Linked DNA regions of Sus scrofa: region 2 is linked to region 1. A link is a contact called in public HiChIP or PLAC-seq data. All regions are on one chromosome and are shown on one strand. Each heading gives the region's core, a stretch centred on a gene start, on an enhancer-like site or on the middle of the called end of the contact. The rest is flanking DNA. Distances are from core to core; before and after follow the strand shown.

The links. HiChIP or PLAC-seq counts read pairs in DNA pulled down with a chosen protein or histone mark.
Region 2: an H3K27ac HiChIP or PLAC-seq map of alveolar macrophages shows a contact between it and region 1. The contact joins the promoter of TSPO here to the promoter of TTLL1 in region 1. A contact is called at or near these places in 1 of 47 Hi-C or Micro-C datasets (embryonic fibroblasts) and 1 of 2 datasets of contacts at active chromatin or transcription factors (alveolar macrophages).

Annotation. Positions count from the first base shown.
Region 1 is chr5:5,791,932-5,796,046 of Sscrofa11.1, reverse strand. TTLL1 (probable tubulin polyglutamylase TTLL1) reads right to left here and starts at 2,287. Exons shown (of 13, transcript XM_003481524.3): 1 at 2,126-2,287.
Region 2 is chr5:5,732,615-5,736,804 of Sscrofa11.1, reverse strand. It overlaps TSPO (translocator protein), which reads left to right and starts at 1,708. Exons shown (of 4, transcript NM_213753.1): 1 at 1,708-1,746.

The sequences.
Region 1 (4,115 bases), core at 1,038-3,537:
AACCTCCATATGTCACACATGTGGCCCTAAAAAGCAAAAAAAAAGAAAAAAAAAAAAAAGAGAGAGAGAGAGAGAGAAAGAAATACAAATTCTCCAGCTCCCCCGCCATGCATTCACAATAATGTACACACTCAGACTCTTGGGGACAGGGGCCCAGGGGCCTGTATCTCAACAAGCTCTCGGGTGATTCTTACCCACACTCAGATTTGAAAAGGACTGGTCTAGTTCCTGTATGTGGTTCCTCGTGACAATCTGTCTTGACACATATATGTCACAACATGAGAGCAGGAATGCGGTTCGGCCTTATCTCCTGCTGAAAGGCCAGCACCCAGAACAGTGTCTAGTAATAGCAGGCACTCAATCAACATTTGATGGATTAACAAAAATCAAGGCGTGAAGGATCTAGCCTTGTCACTGCTGTGGCTCTGGTCACTGCTGTGGCATGGGTTTGATCCCTGGCCCGGAAACTTCCACATGTCGCGGGTGGACAAAAATAAATAAATAAAGACATGAATTGCCTCTGCGCACCATCACGAAGTGCTGTTCCTTAGTGCCAAGCAGTAAAGTAGGCACAGCCCAGCCCAACTGGGCAGAGACACGGGGAGTAACTGCCATAAACACTTCCACAGCTTTGCTCAGGCAAGAAGCAGGAGACCAGGAGTTGAGCTGGTTTCCGCTGAGAGAGGGAACATCTCGGGAATCCCTGGGCCTCCGACCCTGGGAGGACAGTACTTTGCCAGGAGGCTTTTCACCTCCTAGAGTTCCGACTATTCCCACAAAAAAGCCCCCACAACCTCTCAGGGCAGCGAGCAGGCGGAAGAACATACACTCATGCAGTCGCTTCACTCTTCTGGGTCCAGTCATCGAAAACAGCAACCTCTCTGCCCCATCTCTACTACCCCAAATATTGATCACAATCAGTTTCAACAAAATCTATTTTAAAAAAAGATCCTACGGAGTTCCCGTCGTGGCTCAGTGGTTAACGAATCCGACTAGGAACCATGAGGTTGTGGGTTCGATCCCTGGTCTTGCTCAGTGGGTTAAGGATCCGGCGTTACCGTGAGCTGTGGTGTAGGCTGCAGACGCGGCTCGGATCCTGCGTTGCTCTGGCTCTGGTGTAAGCTGGTGGCTACAGCTCCGATTTGACCCCTAGCCTGGGAACCTCCATATGCCGCAGGAGCGGCCCAAGAAATCATAAAAAGACAAAAATAAAAATTTAAAAAAAAAATTAAAATTAGGAAAGATCCTAGGACATCTGCCTTCTTTTCCAGCTAGTCTTTTTTGAAAGGGAAAAGGAGCCATCTTTAAATAACAGTATAAACGACGACTTTACATCACCCAGAGCATTTGGTCACAACTGTACTGCTTCTGCCCATCTCCTCACCCCCTCAGGGTGACAGTGCCATGCTCCACCTTAACTAATAACCAGTGCCTGTAATTCCCTGAGCACAGGACAGGGCCAATCTTTTTGTACTGCCACAACCCAGCACCCAAACATGCTCATTAAATGTTTCCTGAACAAAGGACCGCTTTGCAAACCACAAAGGGTTTACAACAACAAGATACTTTTATTTCAAGAATGAATTCCTGCCAAAAAAAAAAAAAAAAAAAAAAAAAAAAAAAAAAAAAAAAAGAATGAATTCCTTGTACTGCCCCAATCACTCTAGGGTGACTACCGCGACCGTCACCCCCCGCTAATGATGGGGAAACAGGGAGGAGAAATGCCTAGGTCCAGTTCTCCAGAGAGAGATAAGCAGGGCAGAGAACACTTGTCGCCTGTCTCCTGCCCAGAACTCAACCCACAGGTACACCGCGCTCTGCAAGATGCCAACAGAAACAATACAGATTGCAAATGAATGAAAAAAACCAGCAACGATTAAATTCTGAGATAACGAATAAGAAGAAGAATGCAATTACAAGGATCAGGAGGAACAAGTCACAGGAACTCGGAGGAGGAAGAGAGGCACAGTAGTCAGCGCAGGCTGCTGGAGGGACGCGGGTCCAGCATCCAAACCCAACCGCAGCGGCCCCGTAGACCAGCGGCCACAATCGCTCGCGCATGCGCACTCGCCCCCCGCCACACCCTGGGTCCCGGGAGCCGATGGCCTCGGCGGCTGTGTCTTACCTGTGGGCGTCCAGCCCGGAGGGGCGCCCAGGAGCGCGGAGCACGGCGGCCCCGCGCCGCACCCCGGCCCCGCCTCCAGCTCCACTCCGGCTCCTGCGGGAGGACTCGGCCCGCTATCAAGCGAACCCACCCTCCGCGCTCTACTTCCGGGGCGGCGCCCCGGCAACCAAAGACGCGGCCTTACCGGCGCCAAGACTGCTTCCGGGGTCAGATTTTCCCCACTCGTTTCTAAGCCCCTGGCCTGGCGTCCCGCTAGGCGCCGGGGGCTGGGATCGTGCGAGGAGTCTGCGGTCCACCCCGGCGTCTCCACAAACGTCAGAGCCCAGAAATGAAGTCGAGAGGGGTCGGGGCGCAGTCTCGACCCTGATAGTGCAAGGTAGAGGGGTGTGATGGCTGGGCCCTGGGTCCAGTCCGCTCATCTCTTCTGCTCAGCTTCAACATCTGTTAAACTGGGATGGTTGGCAGCACCTGCCTCGAAGGAATTTTTGTAAGGATAACCTAACAGGTTGCGCTCAGCAAGTAGTAATCAATAAATGGCCTACTCAAAGGTCACCTCATTTGTGAAGTGTGAGTGCGGGACAGGTGCAGTTCCTCAAAGTAGGATTTTTTAACTCTTTCTGTTAGGAAGAGGCAGCCTGGCCCATGAGAATTTTAAAACTGAAGCCAGACCTGGTTTGAATCCTCACCCCAAAATCCACTAGCTGGTCATGTCATTCTCTGAGCCTCAGTTTCTTGTCTATAAATGGAGATAACAGCACCTATGCTGAAGGGTTGTTGGGAAGATTATGAAAGTATTTTTTGAAAGGCACTTTGGTAGAGGATATATTAGTTGCTAAATTCCTGTTGAATTAATACACAACAGAAGGGCATGTACCCCAGACATCTGTCAGTCATGAAGGTGCACTGGGAGGCAGTGTGAAAGGAGAGAAACAGAATTTACCTCCCTGCTCAGTTACAGTCTAGCTGTTGAGCATAGGAAAATCGCAGCCTCTTGTTTTAAAATTTTTATTTATTTTTTTATTTTGGCTGCAGCACGCAGCAACTTCATGTGGGATTTCAGTCCCCACACCAGAGATTGAACCCAGGCCACAGCAGTGTAAGTGCCAACCAACTCCTAACCACTAGACCACCAGGGAACTCCTCCAGCCTTTTTTTTTTTTTTTGTCTTTTTAGGGCCACACCCTGCAGCATATGGACCTTCCCAGGCTAGGGGGTTAAATCAGAGCTGCAGCTGCTGGCCTACGTGACAGCCACAGCAGTGCCAAATCCAAGCCACATCTGTGACTACACCACAGTTCACAGCAACGCCGGATCCTTAACCCACTGATTGAGGCCAGGGATAAACCTGCATCCTCATGGATACTAGACCAATTAGTTTCTGCTGAGTCACACGGGAACTCCCTGTCAGGGTTGTTTTGGGGTTTTTTCCCAGCCTCTCAATGACAGTTTCTTCATGGATAAACAGGAATAATTAGGAGTTCCCATCATGGCTCATTGGTTAACGAATCCGACTAAGAACCATAAGTTGCAGATTCGATCCCTGGCCTTGCTCAGTGGGTTAAGGATCCGCGTTGCTGTGAGTTGTGGTGTAGGTCGCAGATGCAGCTCGGATCCCGCGTTGCTGTGGCTCTGGCATAAGCCGACAGCTACAGCTCCGATTGGACCCCTAGCCGGGGAACCTCCATATGCTGTGGAAGCGCCCCAAAAAAATGGCAAAAAGACAAAAAAAAAAAAAAAAAAAAAAAGGGAATAATTATCTCCATCTCTCAAGATGGAAAAGAGTTTAAATTCCTAGGTGAATAGCGCCCAGGAAGGTGTTTAATATGTTTTACCATGTCCTTCTGCCCTGTGCAGAGTATATGCCATTCCAAAGAGCATCACCAGCAGCCAAAACACTGGAAGGCTTGGGTACAGACAGTGGGAGGAGACCAACATCACGAGAGCAGATAGTAGGAAGAGTTCTGGCCAATGCGAAGAATTAACTGGGAGC
Region 2 (4,190 bases), core at 459-2,958, 59 kb after region 1:
AGTCTCCCCTGAACTGTAACTTCTCATCTGTGAAAGGCTTGCGGGCCTAGTGAGTTTGTTCTCAGCCCCTCCCCTCAGTGCTGGCCTGCAGCCAGTATTTGGGGACAGACATCCCCACCTCCAGGATGCCCCTGTGATCCTGGAACCCTCCTGCAGCGGGGGAGGGGAGAGGGGAGGCACACTGCCTTCTCCCCACGGGTCTTCCGGGGCAGGCAAGTTTGCCACTCTGCCAAGCCACTGGGCACCTCCTTACAGGAAGAGGGTGAGGGCTGGCAGCTTGCTGGGAGGCGTGGCCAGACCGATTTCACTAGAAACAGCAGCTGCAATGCCTGGGGCCACCATACTTTGAGGGAACCTGGATAATCTTTCAATTTCTTTTTTTTCTTTCTTTCTTTTTTTTTAATGGCTGCATTCACAGCATATTTAAGTTCCCAGGCTAGGGGCTGAATCTGACCTGTAGCAGCCAGCCTACGCCACAGCCACAGCCACAGCAGATCTGAGCCGCATCTGTGACCTACTCCAGATTCTTAACCCACTGAACCCTCCTCCTCATGGATACTAGTCGAGTGTTTAACCCTCTGAGCCACAACAGGAACTCCTCGATCACTTATAAAGTCGGAAGAAAAAGATAGTCTTGGATTACACTCATCTTTATACCAAGGCAGTCAAAGGCAGAAGAGGCCCATGAAAGCAAAAATGCCAGGGCCTAGGACAGTCAGACCATGGCCTAGGAGAAGCACGCACAGTTCCCCTTGGCCCCCCAGAAACCAGTTTGGGCACTTGTGGTTCCCTTATGGGGGGTGGGGGGCGGGGGGCCCTGCCTGGCCACGTTAACCAGGGGCTGCAACAGGCCCTGGGCTGTAGTAATAAAGCAACACGTGCAGGTGTTCCCAGATTTGACTAGGCATGAGGTTGCGGGGTTTGATCCCTGGCCTTGCTCGGTGGGTTAAGGATCTGGCGTTGCCGTGAGCTGTGGTGTAGGTTGCAGATGGCAGCTTGGATCCTGCATTGCTGTGGCTGTGGTGTAGGCCAGCTGCTGTAGTTCTAATTTGACCCCTTGCCTGGGGGAATCCATATGCCATGGGTGAGGCCCTAAAAAAAAAAAAAAAAAAAAAAAGCACGTGCAGATGAAGAGGTGGGGTGCTCAAGGCTGGACATGCTGTCCCATCAAGGTGACCCTGGCAAACTGGAGGCCAGCTCTGGACTGCGAGGATCCGTGGGTGCCAGGCGTCTGTGGTATCCTCCTTAGTCCCACGATGTTGCACCCACTTTACAGATGAGGAGATGGGGGCAGAGAGCCGGCCACAAAGCGGCTAAGCCAGGACTAAGGGGAGGGCTACCTCCTGCCCGGGGGCAACAAGTAAAGCCAAAGTGTGCTTCTCCGGAGGTGGGGGGCCAGGGCTGCGGTGCCGGAGGACGTTCAGGGCTTTGCCATCAGGCCACGTCATTCCCCTCTCTGAGATCAGTCTCTGCGGTCCCATTTTACAGATGGGAAAAATGAGGCTCAAGAGAAGCGACCTGCCTGCAGCACTGGCTGGGTCTGCCCATCGCGGCGGTCATGCTGAGAGGGAGAAGACCCGGCCTGGGAGCACCCAAACTTCCAGCCAGGTCGGGCGGGGCCTCGAGGACAGGGCGGGGTGTCCTGGGCGGGGTGTCCTGGGCGGGGCCTCGCGGGCGGGGCGGGCCCGGGCCGCGGCCGCCACCTCCGCCGCGCAGTACCCTTCCCGGAGCGAGTCCTTGTCGCTGGTGAGTGGAGACCCGCGCCGAGGGCGTGGCAGACAGGGGGCTACGCGGGAGAGACCCCCTCCCCCCGACAGCGCCTGCCCGCCGGCGCGGGGCACCAAGGGAAACTGCGGCGGGAGGTGGCGGGGATGGAGGGGGTGGCCGCGGGGCAGCGCTAGGGACCGAGCCATCGGGTCGGCCCCCGGGGGCGACAAAAAGTGACCCCAACCCTGGTCTCCGCGGTCGTTGCTCCTACGCAGCCGGATTCCAGCGGGATTGGGGGCGCGGAAGGGGGAAACTTGGGGAACCCCGCCCCGCCACACCCCGCGCGGGAAACAGAGCGGCGGGAGGGGCCGGACCCCCCCCCTTCCCGCTTATTCCGTAGCTGAGCGGCCCAGGGCGGGCCACCTCAACCGGGTACCCCGAGGATCACAAAATGCTAGGGAGACTGACATTGATCCACTCTTGATGCACTTGAGACACCCCATTTCTAGAGGTGGAAACCCAGGCCGGATAGGGGAGGTTATTTGTCCAAAGCGAGTTAATGCCCCGCGGAGACTTAGGACCGCGTCACCAGACCCCTGTCCAGTGCTCAGGCGCATCACAGCCTGCACAGAGCCCAGTGTGGGCGGAGCAGCCCCTGGGACTTGCCTGTCCCCTGCCTCTCCTGCATAGGAACTGGGAGCACGGGTGGGAGGGGTCGTGGTGTTACCCGAAAACTGGGTTCGCCTTGGGTGTCTTTGCCTAAAGACACAACCAAGCCAAAGTGCAGGAAAAAAGGAAGGATTTGCTACCTGCAAGAAATAAGGAGAACAAGGGGCGGGGGAGTCTCTCCCAAAGCAGTGTCTCCCCAGACAACAAAACCTGGGAAATTTTAAGCTAAGAGTGCATACATATTCATGAGGGGGTTTGGCTGGCGTATGTATTTTCACGGGGGCTTGAGCAGAGGAGAATTCTGCATAGAATTGGGGCAAAGGCCTACAGAGTCCAAGCTTCAGTTGACTGGAGGGTCAGCAAAGATCAACATCTTGTCCCTTAGGCGTTCCCGTCGTGGCGCAGTGGTTAACGAATCCGACTAGGAACCATGAGGTTGCGGGTTCAGTCCCTGCCCTTGCTCAGTGGGTTAAGGATCCGGCGTTGCCGTGAACTGTGGTGTGGGTCGCAGACACGGCTGGGATCCCGCGTTGCTCTGGCTCTGGCATAGGCTGGTGGCTCCAGCTCCAATTCGACCCCTAGCCTGGGAACCTCCATATGCCGTGGGAGCGGCCCTAGAAAAGGCAAAAAGACAAAAAGACAAAAAAAAAAAAAAAAAAAAAAAAAAAAAACCTTGTCCCTTAGTTTCCAGTTGATTTGGTGGCTGAGCACTGCAGGGAGTTTAAATTCTGCAAAACAGCTCAAACACGTGCGTGCTTCAAGCTAACCTTTGCCATTGAGACAGAACTGGGAGTCTTCCTAACTGATTTATGATCTTCGCTCTTGTTTGCCTCTTTTGCCTGGTAACAATCTTGCTTTCATTCCCGTAAGATCATTATTACTGATACAGATGTGATAAAAAAAATCGTTATTACTGAGACCTGTTCAAGAGTGAGCAGTGTGGCCAGCCTTTGATTACAAAATGGCTTAGGCCCAAAAATGTCTTCTCTTGTGTCCAGAAAGCCATGCCTGGGTCTCTTTCTTGGGGGAGCCTCTACTCTGTCTCCTAACTGTCTGCTGTGAACACACTGTTGAGTGTCAGGGTCAGCTGGGCAGATGCCTGTGGCCTGGCCTGGGTTGGGACTGGCCTGCCCACACATGACTGTACCTGGTACCAGCTACGTGTGCTGGAATGGACGGCTGGAGGGGCAGGACTTGAGCCTCCCCTACGGATGTGTGACTGAGGCTGCTCCCAAAGGGTCATCGCAGGGAGAGGATGCTAGAGGAGGCGGCGTACAAGGAGCACCGCCCAGGGTGCCCGGCACACAGCAGGCCCACGGCCAAAAGGCTCAGCGGCCAGAATGTGGGCCAAGAGCCCGGGAGTCTGCGGGGCAGAGTGGGGACTCCACCCCCTCCACCTTCCACCCCCGCACTGGGCAGCAATGTCGCTCCCAGAAGCAGTAGCCCTTGCCCACTCGTCGGGAAAGAAGCTGAGAAGAAAGGAAAGGGAAACTGCCCCCCTGGGTCACAGAGCAGGGCAGCTGGGGTTCAAACGCTGTGGTCTGACTCCAAAGCACTGCGTCCTCCGCAGTGCCCGGGGCCCACTTTCTCTGTCTGGGGTGCGTGTGTGTGTGTGTGTGTGCGTGTGTGTGTGTGTCCACATTTGTGTCTGGCTGTGACGGAATGGTATCCGGCTGAATCTGCCAGAAACTGTTAACAGTGACTGGCTCAGTCTGGGGAGGGGCGGGACTGATGGGGGGGAAAAGCCCACTTTTTGGACTTTCCATTCTTTCGTTTCTGACTCTCATTTCTATTTTCTTATACTTGGCTTATGA